Linked DNA regions of Mus musculus: region 1 is linked to region 2. Evidence: chromatin contacts called from public promoter capture Hi-C data. All regions are on one chromosome and are shown on one strand. Each heading gives the region's core, a stretch centred on a gene start, on an enhancer-like site or on the middle of the called end of the contact. The rest is flanking DNA. Distances are from core to core; before and after follow the strand shown. Region 1 has its middle 63 kb from the start of Gm46687. Region 2 has its middle 11 kb from the start of Gm26314.

The links. Capture Hi-C pulls out chosen DNA fragments and counts their contacts.
Region 1: a contact with region 2 is called in a promoter capture Hi-C map of pancreatic islet. The contact joins two enhancer-like sites. A contact is called at or near these places in 2 of 39 promoter capture datasets (both in liver), 2 of 484 Hi-C or Micro-C datasets (B cells and myocytes), 2 of 115 datasets of contacts at active chromatin or transcription factors (DN3 thymocytes and acute myeloid leukemia) and 1 of 9 other capture datasets (pancreatic islet).

What each region holds. Positions count from the first base shown.
Region 1 is chrX:12,154,445-12,157,432 of GRCm38.p6, forward strand. It overlaps a transcript of Bcor not described here. Among named protein-coding and RNA genes, the nearest start is that of Gm46687, 63 kb to the left of the region's middle. Within about 2 kb of position 1,552, at least 56 of the 459 cell types and tissues checked have an H3K27ac peak or open chromatin away from gene starts, as enhancers often do. A contact at or near this core is called in pancreatic islet, where this site is marked.
Region 2 is chrX:11,838,367-11,841,066 of GRCm38.p6, forward strand. No RefSeq gene overlaps it. Among named protein-coding and RNA genes, the nearest start is that of Gm26314, 11 kb to the right of the region's middle. Within about 2 kb of position 1,390, at least 59 of the 459 cell types and tissues checked have an H3K27ac peak or open chromatin away from gene starts, as enhancers often do. A contact at or near this core is called in pancreatic islet, where this site is marked.

The DNA.
Region 1 (2,988 bases), core at 302-2,801, 320 kb after region 2:
GCAGGGATGGGGGGGGGGTGGTCTTAGTTCTACTTCTTAATTAACAAAGCTCTGGTGCCTTCCATGTGTGGGAGAGACCCTGACCACAGCGAAATGGACGGGCCAAGCTGCCTTTGCAAAGCACTTTAATACTTCCAGCCTCTTCAATCTACTTAAGGAGGGCAGAGGTAGTGTTAACTCTCACAGAGGGGGAGGCTGCCTCTACTAGCCCCCAAGTTTCAAAGTGTTTGTGTTCATCATTGAAGTGTGGTCAGAAGCCAGGTGCAACCTGTCTGCTCCCGTTGAATACCCATGCTACCCTGAATCAGTGTCATTTGGTTAAAATGGTGCATCGTTTTTGTTTTGGTTTGGTTTGTTTTCTGGAAGCTGCCTACCCTACCCCCCCCCCCCCCCCGCTTCAGACGATTTCCCTTCATAGCCTAAAAAAAAAAAAAAACAGGAATTGTCTGTGTCAATTCCGACTCCCGGCCACGGAGGGCTATTTTAAAGTGTTTCTGCAGACAGACCCTCTGGCCCCGCCGGAAGTGTTTTATGGACCTGTGAGTCCAGTTAATCCCAGGAGGCGAGGAAGGATCAGCCCGGGGTGTGGGAATCCTGTGTTTAGGTTATCCTTATGGGACTTTGGGGGGGGGGGGACACTTAGTGACTTTGGCAATATAATGTGCCCTCTCTCCATGAAACTCGAGATTTGAACCAACGAGGAAGGAAACAGGACAGGCCCCCATCGAGGTGTGGCCTGGGGAGGAGGGGTACACTCTGGGACCACAGTGAACTTGGTAGGCAAAGTCGAGAGCACAGTTGTGTGAGCCAGTCCCCCACCCCAACCCCCGGCCCTGACTTTATCTTTCTAGCCTGTGGAAAGCGAGAGAGCCGCGACCCGGGAAGGAGCCTTAAAGAAACATTCAGGAGCGACTCGCGACTGGAAGATGGCAGCGGCTCCCCTGGGTTTCAAGGTTCCAAAAAAGGTGTTCTGCCTTGAGGAGTGAGGACTCCTGCTCCGCCCCCCCTCTGACAGTCTCTCCCAGGGTCCCCAAACCACTAAGCCCCCAAGTGCGCCTAGGCCGCTCAGCCTCTCCAGAACACGTAGGGATGTCACACTGTGGTCCACATAAGCTGTGCGGTGCAAACCTACTAGTCCTCTTGGGAGATAGGATTTACTCTCCCGTCCCCAAATTCAGACACAGGCTAAGGTCTCCTATTTTTACTCCTGTGTCTCTCGGAAGCACGGGTAGAATCGATCCTCTCTAGCAGCTGCCACTTCTCGGGGGACAAGGGAGTCCATAGGCCTGGCTGTGCGCCCCAGGCTTTAACAGCGTGTGCACTTATGCGGGCTGGGGGGGGGGGGGAGGGGCACAGCCTTCCCCACCTGGACTCTTCGAAGCAAACAATCGCCGCGAGCTTTCGAAGCACCAGAGCGAGCCAGGAAGAGGAAGGGAAAGTGGAGGCCTGGAGCGCGCTTGGAAAGCGTGTTTGTGCGCGCGCTCGGGGGAATAGGGAGCTGGTGGTAATCGGGCTGGATTGAGGGCAAACAACCGGATCCAGCCGTCCCAACTGGGCTCTCCAGCTCCAAGCAGGGGAGCTTAGCTCAGGGCTGGCGCCTCAAGTGGAGAGAAGACCGGAGCTTCTGGAGGCGCCACTGGGCATCTAGCCAGACCCACCGGAGGAGCCTAGGGGCGCGCCTGGAGACGGGGGACCTGCACGAACCAGTCACCACCGCGGGTGGCCGTTTACCTAAGCCTCACAGGACCACTGAAGATAGGCGATAAGGAGTTCCTGAGCAATCGGCTACCCCCAGGCCCTAGTCACCTCCGGCGGACGTGACTGCCGGATGCTATGCGGCTAGGTGGGCTAGGGGCCTTTGCACTGTCTCCCTTGGCCCTTTCTGTGCTGCAGAGTCACGAGTCACAGTAGATTCTGTTACCTAAGTCTGGAGTTTTCCTTGCGCCGGCGGGGGGGGGGGGGCAGCCAAAGATGTTGGGCATCTTAAGCCACAAAATTTTGGGAGGGTTGGGAGGGAGGTTTTTTCCCTTAGGGGGGGAAAACCCTTAAATCACACAGGCTACAGCGTGGGAGAGGCCACACGGCCCTCTTAGGGCTTTGGGCAAGCTGCTTAACAGTTCTGGACCCCAGGGGCGACACAATTAAGGCAAGGAAAGCAGTCTTAGTGTCCACCTCATAATAGAGTTGGTCAGAGGAGAATAGGCTTCCTGTGTGTAGACCACGCCAGTGCCACATATGCTTGCTAGGGTATTATTGTATTCCCTTCCTATGGGTAAAGGGGGGGGGGGCACTCTCCCCCGAAGTTAAAGTTACCCCAGGTCTCTCGGGAGGCATGTTTGGGCAAAGTGGAGAGTACGTTCACTGTTTTTGTCCACAAGATAGTTAAAGCAAAAATGGCCTCAAACTATCTCTTGACTCCTTAACCTTAAAGGCCTGACTTGGTGGTGTGAAAGAGTAGCTTCCCCCAGCCCTTACAGTCTCACGCTGGATCCCAGGTGGGCCTGGGCTTTAAGGCAATCCTCTGCTTCAGTTTCCCGAGTGCTAGAACTGTAAGGAAGAGCTAGCCAAGCCTGGGGACTGGGCTCTCTGCTGGCATTCATTTCGTTTGGATTACTGTCAAGTTCCAGGCAGGGATCAGACACCGCATCTTTACACTCTCCCCGCGGTCTTGAAGGACACAGCAGGGGTCTTTCAGAAATACTCTCCTAGCCCACCTTTGTTCAAGGTGATTTTTCAAGACGCGATTCCAAGCTACCTCGTTCTTGGTGAGGCTGGGTGAAAGGAAAGTCCTCTGCCATTAGTGGACTACATTTTACTGACACCCAAATATAAATAATGTTCATGTGAACAGGATTGGTCAGATTCCTATCTAGGAAAGGCTCTCCTTACTGTCTGGCACGGTAGGGAGATGTGTGCAGGCAGCAAAGAAGGGTCTGAAGGGTCCAATACAACTCATAACATGAGGCCGCTTTTTTTTTTTCTTTCTCA
Region 2 (2,700 bases), core at 140-2,639:
ACACACACACACACACACACACACACACACACACAAACACACACACACACCATACACACACACACACACAAACACACAACACACACCCACACCATACACACCACACACACAAACACACAACACACAACACACACACACACCATACACATACACACACACACACACACATACACACACACCACAACACACATACCCCCCCACACACACATGGGAAGTAACTCAACAGTAGGGTTCCTGATTGCCAGAAAGGCCTGATTCATTCCAACATTTAAGACAGATGAGTCGTGTAACTTCCCCCTCCAGAACTCACTATGGGCTGAAGCTAGGGTGAGTCTCTTGTTACAAAAGGAATGGTCTGTCCTCTAAATTCATGAAGGGAAATCTCAACTCTTAAGGTGATGAGACCTTTGGGAGATGATGCACTCTGGTGAGGGTGGTAGAACCCTGCCCAATGTGTCTAGTACCTTGGCCAAAGAGACCTCAGAGTTCCTCCCTCTTTACACATACAAGGGTGCAAGGAGGAACACCCTAGAAAGGAGTCTCCCCAGAACTGACCCCCAACCTCTAAAACTGTGAGGACTACTTCAATGTCTTGTCGGCTACCATGCCTATGGTTTTTGGCTGTAGTAGCCCAAATTGAGTAAGGCACTTTGTAGAGAACTTTACAATTGGTTGGCTCTCTCCCCTTCTCACCCTACTTCTGCTCTGCCCTTATAGTGTGTCTGGATTCCCCTACAAATCCTCACTTTGGTTTGTTTTGGGGGAAACAGAAGTAATAGGTCTGGCTGGACAGTAATGACAGTTGTCACAGGAGGCCCCTCACAGTGGTACAGTGGTACAGTGGTCAGTGGTCATGCAAAAGAGAAATCAGAAGCTCAGCTACGGGAAAGGACTTGCCCAGGGTGGCACTCAGGTGAGCCAAACTGCCTTCCTTGGCCCAGTATTGCCAACTGCCTTGATGGCCCACTAACAAGAGATAGGCTTTACCAGCAGTCCTGTGAGAAGCCCTAGAAACTTCAGAAAGGAGCTGGAATCTCCTGGGCCCCACTGCCAAGGCAGTCCAGGGCTAGTTAGGCATTCAGAACAAAGGCGAGAAATGCTCCTATCCAAGACATCCGAGAGGGGATTGATTCCTTACCATTGACAGACTTCTCCAAGTCAAGCCTGCACAGCCCCCAGAGAGCTGCAGCTAGAGGCCTACTTGTTAATCAAATCCTCAATCTCCACGTTTTTGTTTTTGTTTTTTTTTTTAAGGACAATTCCCCAAGACAGGACTTGATAGGAAGAGACCAGAAGCTGCTAAAACACCCTATGAATAAATGTTCAGGGTTCCGTCCGGAGACACCCACGGTGGCTGATGAGTCATCCCAGGGCCAGCTGTCACCACAGAGAGCTATATATAGAAGGGACAGGCCAGAGGGGTGCTGGGACCTAAGGCAAGGGGGAGAAACACATACCTAGGAGGTGAGGCCCCAGCTGGGGGACAGGGCCAGATCACTTGGAGACTATATACTTAGCTCCCCGAAAAGAGAATGTGGGTCAACAATTTCCCAGCAGAGCCCTGTGTGTGAACTGGAAGCCACTGGCAACAGGGCTGGACTCCAGCTCTGCCAGCGCATTAAGGATGAACAGTGCTAGCAATAGTAACGCAGGGAGGCTGATTTTGTGCGCTCTTCGCGGGGCCCCTCTCCAGCTCCTCAAGTGTACTGGAAGCGGGCATTTGCATGCCACTGATTAAGCAGCAGGCTGGAGTGCGGCCTCCAGGCTTGGTTAGGCTAGACTATCACTGTATGCTTGCCACCAGCTGTATGTGGCTATTGAGCTTGCTTAGATGTGGTCAGTTCTAAATTGAGATTTGCTGTTAAGTGTGAAAGACGCAGGGGGATTTCTAAGGCTCAGTTTCAAGAAAATAATGTGGAACACCTCATTAATATCTTTTTTGCCTACATTACATACTGAGATGGTAATATTTTGGATAAATGGTAATAAATAAAATATATTATTCAAATTACCCTCGCCTGTTTTCTTTTGAATGCTGTTCAAGTTCTATTTCTATTGGACAGTGCTGGGTTACAGGCTCGAGGCCAGAACCTTCAGGAAATCCTGGCTATGCCTTCTCCTGATGAGTCCAGCCTGCTTCCTGGTTCAAGGCTGCTTTGCAGACAATGCCAGCAGCCAGCTGCAGCTCTGCCTTCGCCTGGAAGATCCAGGCTACACACAAAATCCCCTAAGTGGCTATGACTCCAAAACTCACCCTGCATGCCTTCATCGAGAGCAAAGGGACAAATCTTGTCTGCAACTGTTTCTTCCCTTTTCCCTGGGTAGCCCCCGAGGGAGTGCCACACCATGTGTGATGAGAGAGAGAGAGAGAGAGAGAGAGAGAGAGAGAGAGAGAGATCAAGCTACTTCTCAAATTGAAACAGCTCTTTCCTCACATGTACTACCTCAGAGAATGCAAGGAGCGAAAGGCGATGAGAGAGGCTTGAGAGAGTCAGACACAAAAATGTCACATCCGCTGTCCACTGAGACCTGAGCAGGGAGGAGGAACGAGTTTGCATGTGCATGTGTTGACCTGAGGAAAAGGTTCAAGAGGGTGTTGCAGGCACAACAGGGCACAACAGGAAAGAGATGGGCTCCGGGGGTGGGGGTGGGGTCCGGGAGTTAATAGGTCCCCTTTTGTATCACTTTAAATTATTCACA